Regions from separate parts of the Triticum aestivum genome. Here region 1 is linked to region 2. The links are chromatin contacts, called in public Hi-C maps. All regions are on one chromosome and are shown on one strand. Each heading gives the region's core, a stretch centred on a gene start, on an enhancer-like site or on the middle of the called end of the contact. The rest is flanking DNA. Distances are from core to core; before and after follow the strand shown. Region 1 holds the start of LOC123123007 (monothiol glutaredoxin-S11). Region 2 holds the start of LOC123122989.

Evidence for each region. Hi-C and Micro-C count contacts between places; a contact is called where the count stands out from the background.
Region 1: a contact with region 2 is called in a Hi-C map of leaf, with 4 times the contacts expected there. The contact joins the promoter of LOC123123007 here to the promoter of LOC123122989 in region 2. A contact is called at or near these places in 2 of 5 Hi-C or Micro-C datasets (both in leaf) and 1 of 1 datasets of contacts at active chromatin or transcription factors (leaf).

What each region holds. Positions count from the first base shown.
Region 1 is chr1B:342,424,307-342,428,731 of IWGSC CS RefSeq v2.1, reverse strand. LOC123123007 (monothiol glutaredoxin-S11) reads right to left here and starts at 1,285. Exons shown (of 3, transcript XM_044543406.1): 1 at 955-1,285; 2 at 215-289. The coding sequence starts at 1,134. LOC123122999 reads right to left here. Exons shown (of 5, transcript XM_044543395.1): 2 at 3,732-4,425; 3 at 3,206-3,430; 4 at 2,999-3,118; 5 at 2,521-2,889. The coding sequence ends at 2,830.
Region 2 is chr1B:342,288,933-342,293,119 of IWGSC CS RefSeq v2.1, reverse strand. LOC123122989 reads right to left here and starts at 2,757. Exons shown (of 5, transcript XM_044543384.1): 1 at 2,529-2,757; 2 at 1,926-2,254; 3 at 1,440-1,535. The coding sequence starts at 2,628.

The sequences.
Region 1 (4,425 bases), core at 36-2,535, 140 kb before region 2:
TAATGTCAATAGATGCCTCATCATGAGGACAGAACACATGCTTGATTCTTTTGCCTTTAAAAATGGACAAGAGAACATGTGCAATTCAACTTTAACAATAAGCAAGAAGAATACTGTGACCCTACCAGGATTCATTTTTTGAAGTATAAACAATGAAAAGAGGTTCATTAGCATTTACGGAACACATTTTGTGACAACTACAAACAGCAAATACCTTGCAGAAAACAAAGTATGGCACTGCTGTAACACCATATGCCTCTGAAATTTCCGGTTGTTCTTCAGCTTCAACCTGACAAAAGTTACCAACAGATATTGAAATTATGATATGGTGTGTCATTGGCAGAGCATAAAGAATGAACATAATTATTGACTAAAGAACACTTAATAATAACCAAAGGGCAATAGTCGCAAAGGAGAAATATTTTTATTAGATCAGTCTTTTGAATCACACGGTGAAATTAGTAGACAGTGGACCGTCCTCAGCTGTCATTCCACACTCTTAACTGAGTCTATCTATAAGCTAACGGGAAGAGCCAAGGGCTTCAAGCACGAACGGGTTGCATTCAGCTGTTATCTCATGATGAGTCCATACCTAATGTGGCGTTGAATTCAGCTGTTATCTGATAATAGTCACAAGTGGGGCTAGATTCAGGTTAATCAATCGCATACACATCACATGCTAACTACACACTACAGATAGTGCTTGTCGCATCGTATAATAACTAAATAAACATGAATAATCACAATATGAATAATAATCAAACATGCGAAAAAAGTAACTTGGACAGCAGCATGATTCACGCGCCAGAACCCTAAACGCGAACCGCGAATCTGTAGCCAGGGGCCTAGACCGCCGCCTTAGAATCACGATCCACCGGAAACCGGCCCGAACCCAAATCTACCGCGACTACATGAGAGGAATCGGAGAGCAGCAGGCGGCGGGTGCGTGCGTACCCTGAGGAAGAGCGCATGGGGGAAGTCGACGGCGAGGTGGGCGAAGACCTCGTCCATCTGCTTGGAGGCCTCGCACCAGGCCGCCCAGAAGTGCACCGCGGCGGCCCGCGCGCCGCCGACCGCCTCGTCCAGCTCCGCCTTCGACCCCACCTCCCTCACCGCCCCGCCGCCGCTCGCCATCGCCGCCTCCGCTCCCTCGCACTTCCCCACCAGAAACAACAATCGACGGCGAGAACGCTTGAGATGGTAGCTACCAGCGGGGGCGATTGGAGGAAGGAGACGACGGATGACTCGTGCCGAGGGGTTGCGACCTGGGGTTTTCCTCTCCAGCCCCGTGCGGTGGGACGGCGACGGAAGATTCCAGAAGGGGCCGGGACCGACCTAGGCTGTTTGGGCCTGGCCGGAGCGGGCTAACGGCCCAAGAGACAAAAGAATCGGTCTGATGACGTGGACCCATGCGGCCGGCCCGGCAAAAAGCCAGAGGCTGCGGCGGCGGCGGGGTCCAGCCGCCGTCCGGGGGGTCCCCTCCCCTACCCTCGCCCCGGCCGACGAGTCTATATAAATCCGAAGCATTTCTCAGCTGCCCTCGGGCGGCCAGAAACGGAACCCTAGTAGTACGTAGTTGCCACAAAGCCCTTCTCCTGAATCCCACACGCTGCCTCCACCGATTCAGATCTGGGCCTGATGATGGACTCATGACCTTCCGTTCATTGTTTTCTGTTTGATTTGATTCTCTTGAGGTGTGTGTGTGAGTTTGCTGGATGGTTTGGATCGATGATGCTCTTGTAGAAATACTGCGTTATCTTCCTGATCAATGTGAGGCCGCCGCGATGAGCGGCGGCTTCCTGATGACACCATTATCTCGCTGAGATCCAACTACCAGCAACCTCGCCGGCCTTTTGTTCTTGTTTTCCTCTGTCTCTTTTGCCTGTTTCCCTCTGGATTTTTCTTTGAAAAGTTTGAAGCGAGAAACCTCATTTCATGGTGAAGTCTCTCCACATATGCTTACGAAAAGCACACGAGAAATTACTACTACTTCTCCAAACAGATCAGTGCGCTAAGAGATTGTTCTATCTCTCAACCTCTTTCGCTAGCGCTCTCTGAAAAATTGCGTAGAAAAATCATTCCTCAAATCACGCTCAACATCCTAACACTAGCTTTGCCTCATCCATTGATTAAGAAGGAAACGGACAAGAGTTTGCAACATTACTCCCTCCGTTCTAAAATAGATGACCCAACTTTGTATTAACCCTCTGTTCCAAAATAGATGATCCAATTTTGTATTAAAGTTAGTACAAAGTTATTTTAGAACGGAGGGAGTAGTACACAAGTAGTTTGACAACACGATTACACCATGCGATGCTTCAGAAATAGTGTAGCCATTATAACCAAATCTTAAAACAAAATAAAGATCGTGAGCAGTGCAACATGCATATTGTTTATGTTTAACTCTTCAGATAAGAAGCATCACTCGTTTCCGCTGATCCAATCTCAAATGCAATCACTTCTCAAATCACCATCAAATATTATGCACAACCAGTTTGACAACACGAATACACCAAGCGATGGTGGAGAGGCCATTATAACCACATCTTAAACAAAATAAAGATGGTGAGCAGTGCAACATGTATATTGTTTATGGTTACTACAACCTGGTCTAACAGTTTTGCTGGATTGTACCTGGTTGACAGACAGGCGAACATAAACATCATAGATACAACACGATTACAAGCAAAATAAACGTCAGCATCTCTAGCATACACTGTCCCAGTATAGTCATGCATGCTTATTTACAGCTGTTCTAGTAGATTTACAACGGCTCTGGCAGAATAGCACGGCGTTAGCGTGGCCTGGTCCATGAGCTTAACCCACGAATTATGCCATATATCCATCAGCTGCAAAGAAAGGAAGCGACTTCAGTGGCATCACCTGCTCCTGCAACAAAGGGAATGTGAATGTGCTTGTGGTGAGTTCAGATCCAAGTAGACTCGTCAGCAAAACAGCAAACAAAGGGAGCTCGTTGTAAGAGTGTAACTGATGATACCTCGGCGTTCTCCAGATGTTCCGCAGGGAAATGGAGCCCAGTGGAACAGTTCTCCAGCACCTCAGGGGTCTTCATCCACGCCTTGTGGGCTTCGATGGACTTCAGCTTGTACCGAAACATCTGCAAAAACAAATCTAGTTTTCAGGACCATTTTATTCACACAAAGCTCAAAGTGTAGGCAGCAGCTGATCATGTGCTCCTCCAAACCTCAGACAACGAAATAGTTGGCTTTTCGAGCTCATCTCCCTCGACGTGAATCCCTGTACCCTGACATTCTGGGCATAGGATGGACATTATTCTGCTCTTTGGCGCTGTTTTCGCCTTTCTTCCTCGTTTGCTCTTTCCCATCTTTGCAATCTGATCAGCCAGCACCTCATATTGGCACAAAATTGTCCAGTGCAGTAAGCATGAAGTGTGAAATAGATGAAAAGCCTGGGGGGGAAAACATGTTTAGCCAAGTAGTCACAGCTGAAGGCTTTGAATTTAAAGATGGAATTATCTAGCTATATTTGTTTAAAAGAAGAAAGCAGCATATGTTTGTACTGTACTAAGGATCTCAGATAACAGTTTAACGTAGTTCCAAGATCTTGTCTCTGTACTCATAAAAGACTTTTTGAAGACCAGAGCTTCCTAATGGTATTTTCTTTCTGTTTTTTCTCTATAAAGTAAAGTAATTAGTACTCGCTTTGCCTTCATGAAAGAGAAAGACAACACGATGTTTGGAATTACTAACCCCACTGGAGTTTCTACTGCTGCAAGCTAGGTTTCCTGTGCTGCAGTTCAGCAAGGTGGCGACATCCTTTCCAGGAAGCATTGATCGCCCACAAATATCACAAACTTTCTCAGCAGCAAGTCGCTTCTGCTTCCTCAGCTCCCTCCTCATAGACTTGCTGGACAAGGGGCTGAGTTGAAGATTGCATGAGGAACCTGTTGGGGAACCAGTAACAATAGCTTGACTTCTGCTGTCATGGGTCTGGCCATTAGACTCTTCTGAAGATGCTTCTTGATCAGAAAATGACTTCTTCCTTCGCTTTCCACGATGTCCAGCCTCATCAATGACAAAGAAAGATCCAGCAGAGATGGGAAGGTCCTGATCTTCAGAAGGCCACTTCCTTCCCAACTCATATGCATAAGAGAAGTTGACTATGGCAAAACCAGATTGTTCATAGATGTTACTTGCCTCAGAGCCCAGTGAGGCTTCTTCTCCTACCCAAGCACACCAGATTTTGCTGATCTTCTTGCGACCTTCGCTAGCTTCAGCAATCTTGTATGCAATGTTTCCATAACCCAGAAGATGCACAGGCAAATTCAACACAACATCCTTTATCAACACACCAGGAATAACAAGCGGACCATCGGCTTCATTGCGGTTTGACAGAGCACTATCTTCAGTTATGGCAGAAGATCTACCATTCAGACATCCATTT
Region 2 (4,187 bases), core at 1,508-4,007:
CCTGGCGGTCCTGGCTTCGAACCAGCGTCCTTGCAGAATTATTATGCAAGGTTAAGGCTGTCTAGAAATTCCCTCTCCAGACCCCACCTTGTGTGGGAGCTTTCAGCACTAGGTACGCCCTTTTAACAAGTACTTGTACTGTAACTTTGTATCACATAGACCACACATTAAAAGGTTAGTTGTTGGTCAAAACCTTATCTTAACCAATCAAAATCCTATATTTTGCGACGGAGAGTGGACAGTTTTTCATGTGTCACTTTCCCTGTAACCCCCCACACCCTGAGCTCGATTGCCAATCTTGCCATCTCACACGAGCTCAATTATAATAGACTAGTTCCATTACGCTGTCATGTGTGGCGGCAAGAATAACGATGTGAGAGGCTTCTACAGACTCCCCAAGAATTTTTATTTTGTTAGTTGCGACCGGCAAAGGAAGATTTATTTTTTCCTTATATCAACTGTATGCCAAGGTTATTCGATTTTTTTAAAAAGTTCTGCTTGTAGCTGTCAATACACATACGTTTATAAGTTTTTCATAGGGGAAGGTATGGATGGTGCCTGTTGCCAAGCACAGGACATGGAGGACAAAACAATTGGAGTGTGTCTGTTCTTCAAGAAGGTTTTAGCAATATGTATTTTGGAATTGAGAGATCAATTATAGAACAAGCCTGATGAGCAAGCTCTAGGCAACACGAACTAAAGATACCACAAGGTCATTTTTCGTTTGGCAAGGAACAAGTTTACTGTTGTGCTTGAGAAGATTAGGGCTATGGTTGCTGCAAGTTTTCTTTGTGCTGATTGGGTTGTAGGCTAGCAGAACTTGCTTAGTGATATGGTCTTGCTCTTGAAAAGTTTCTACTTTTGTTTGTGCTGATTGGCATTTTGTTCATCTTCTTCTGCAATGCAGGTGTTGCAATACTAACCTGAAGTAGGCAGGGGTTTATGTGGTAACGCGCGAGTGATTTTTGGAAATAAGAAAGGAAAATAGGAAAATAAGTATGTTCCATGCCCACATAACATCCTAATCTGGCTTTGGCACTTGCGGTGTTCTAGTATTGGCATCTAAACATCGAGTTAGAAAATTAGAAGAATGTGAGGCAATAACCCAAATCAACAAAATAATAAGCAACGTGTCAGTTTAACTATACTGAACTTGTTAATAATTGCTACACTAAAATACGGCGAAAGAAAGCATCAACAGAAAATGCCAGAATCCTAACAAGCTTAGGGTAGTGTCACAAGATATTTGGACAAATTAGCACAGATTTAATCACGGATGAAGTGGCGTTTGGGGGTTACCACAGTCATTGTATTCCTGAACTTTATACCGGTTAACAGTTTTAGAGTCTACAAGCTGCCAAAGTAGTGTAAAATCTACCATTTAATTTTAAACAAAAGCTGTGGCCAGTGTACATAGGTTGCCAAGCAGATTCACTCACCCTAAAATCAGCTTTCCTTAAAACTTCCTTTGTAGATGTTTCAAACTGAGGTCTTGGAGGATTCCTTGGGGCTGCAGGTCTTGTAAGGTCAAGATCCTGTATGCAGTAGAGTTGAATAAAATCTGGTGTTAGAGGAGTACCATTCCAGTACATAACAGACTGATGCTTGCAATATCTTCTGGTGGATAAATGTTATTTAGATAGCTAAAATACTATAACAATATCTTCTGGTGGTTCACAGTTGTTTAGGCAATAGTGGATAAGACTAGCAATTTCTTTCTGTTTGACAAACATCTATCCGACACTTAATATGGAACGGAGGGAGTACTACACTGTGTACGCTAACTCCGCAGAATCTAGCTCACACATTTAGCCACGCTTCCTGAATACTTGTATATGCTAGACTAAATCTCAAGACTGCAAAGGAATTGTGATCTCTCAAATAGTACTTGAATCACCAAAGTAACAAACAGTTATCCCTCTTACCCGGACATTGTAAGTCGAGCCACGCCTGTAATTCACATCCGGCCTGAAATCGTAGTCATCATCATCAACCTCCTCCGTCATATGAAAGGTGCGGGCCGCATCGTCCAACTTCTCGTTCATGCCATCGTTTAAGGAATCGAAACCGTCCATGAACCCACCATTGCTACTCCCCTGACCAAACTCGGGCCGACCAAAAGCACCCATTCCAGAGCCCGTGCCGTGTCTACCAAAGGAGCTCCCAATCCCATCGAGCTTCCCGAAGAATGACTTGTCATCTGACTCAAACAGACGTTTCTCAAAGTCGTCCGCACTCTCGCCCGCGCCCTCTCCTGCGAAGCAACATTCACAGCAAACCGGCGTGTGAGAAAACAGCATCGCTAGAGCACTTTAAACATCAATTCCCCAAATATCACGCGTGTCGTCATCGCAAAATGAAGGGGTTTAGCACGCGAAAGCTAGAGAAAATGTTTGATTTGAACCTAGATCTCTCCCGCCGCCATTCGATTCGATGTTTTGGTTGTGACGGAATGGGGAACGGGTGAGCTAGGTTCGTATGTCGGAAATACTAAGCGGGAGAGGGAGGGAGGGGCTGGGGGTGCTTACCGGACAGGAAGGAGCGGCGGAACAAGGAGGCTGCGGCGGATGATGGGTCGGAAGTTAGCAGGCGTCGTGGAAGAGATCGTCTCAGCGCCGAGCTCGCCATCTCGCTCAGTACCTCGTCGCCGGCGCCGCAACCCGCAACCCGTCACCAGAGAAGCGAAGCCAGGGATGGGGGGTTTGGGGCTTCTTTTTGCGTTTCAGACCCGCCGTAGCTGGCCATCTGGGCGGCCCGACCCAAGGCTAAATGTACCTGGCATGGCATGTTTACTTAACAGGCCGTGTCGTGCCTGTCCTGCCGGTCAACGTGCCGCGACCCCACAGGGCCGGTGGATCCTATATGACGCGCGTGAGCGGCCAGGAGCTGAACCTTCGCTGAAGCGATCCCCCACTTGGGCCGGCCCACGTACGATTTCCTGTGCCGTTTTCCTTCGCTGCTTCTGCAGGTTTTTTTTTTAATATTCTTCTGCGGTTTTTTGCTTCCAGTTTTTCATTGTTTTGTCCGGTTTTCTGTTGTTTTGTTCAGTTTTTTTTATTTTTCTGTTTTGGTTACTTTTTTGTTTCATTTTCTTTTACATTATTTTTTTATTTTTCTGTTCTGTTTCTTTTTCTGTTTTCTTCTTTTTATTTGCGTGTTATATAAAATGTACACTGTGTATTACAAGAAATTTCATTGTATCAAGAAAAATGTTCATTTTATATTATGAAAATTGTTCACCTTTGCATATGAAAATGTTCATCGTGTATTAAAAAAATGTTCATCGTATATTAGGAAATTGTTCAACGTTTTTTTACTAAATGTTCAATGCATATTCAAAAATTGTACAACACATGTATTCATATTGTTCCAAAAATGTTCATCATGTATTATTTAAAATGTTCAATGGATATAAAAAATGTTCAGTATATATATTTTGGAATTTTTTTATTTTGGTTTTAGTTTTTCAACAAATATACAAATGTTTACTATGTTTCTTAATTTTGTTCAGTGTATATTACACAATGTTCAATGTGTATTCGCAAATTGTTCAACGTATTTTTACAATACGTGTCTGAAAATTGTTCAGCGCATATATTCATAATTTTTCAAAAATGGTCATCGTATATTAAAATAAGTCATCATCTATTATTTCAAATATTCAGCTTAATTTAAGAAAATGTTCAACAGATATCGCAAAATGTTCAACGGATATTACAAAATATTTTATGTGTACTTAAAAAAAGATTCAACAGTGTATGGAACTTAAAAATTCGCGCCTCGTATTATCAGAGTTCATCACTGGTTCCGACGGTTAGCAAGCTAGCTTTAAAAATGGAGGTCGTGAGTTCGAACTTTTGCGGGCACATGAATTTTTGTTTCTTTTTTTACTTCTGAGCTCGTTTCCTCCTAATGGGTCGGCCCATGCGCTCCTCCTTCAGCGAATGCTCGACCATTTGCCGCCCGCGCGCGGCAAATAGGAGCTCTTCCCAGGGCCATGCACGGACTCCTTAGTAAACGGTCGGGCCAGCGACACGTTAGGCTCGTGTGGGCCGTGTACTTTTCGGCCTAATGTTGTTTTGGGGCCATTCGGCCTGTTTTGGGGCTATTCGTTAGGCTCCTACTCGCCGCTCGTTGCGGCAAACAGACACGGTTTCGCGCAGGCGGGTGTCCAACTGGGTCGGCCC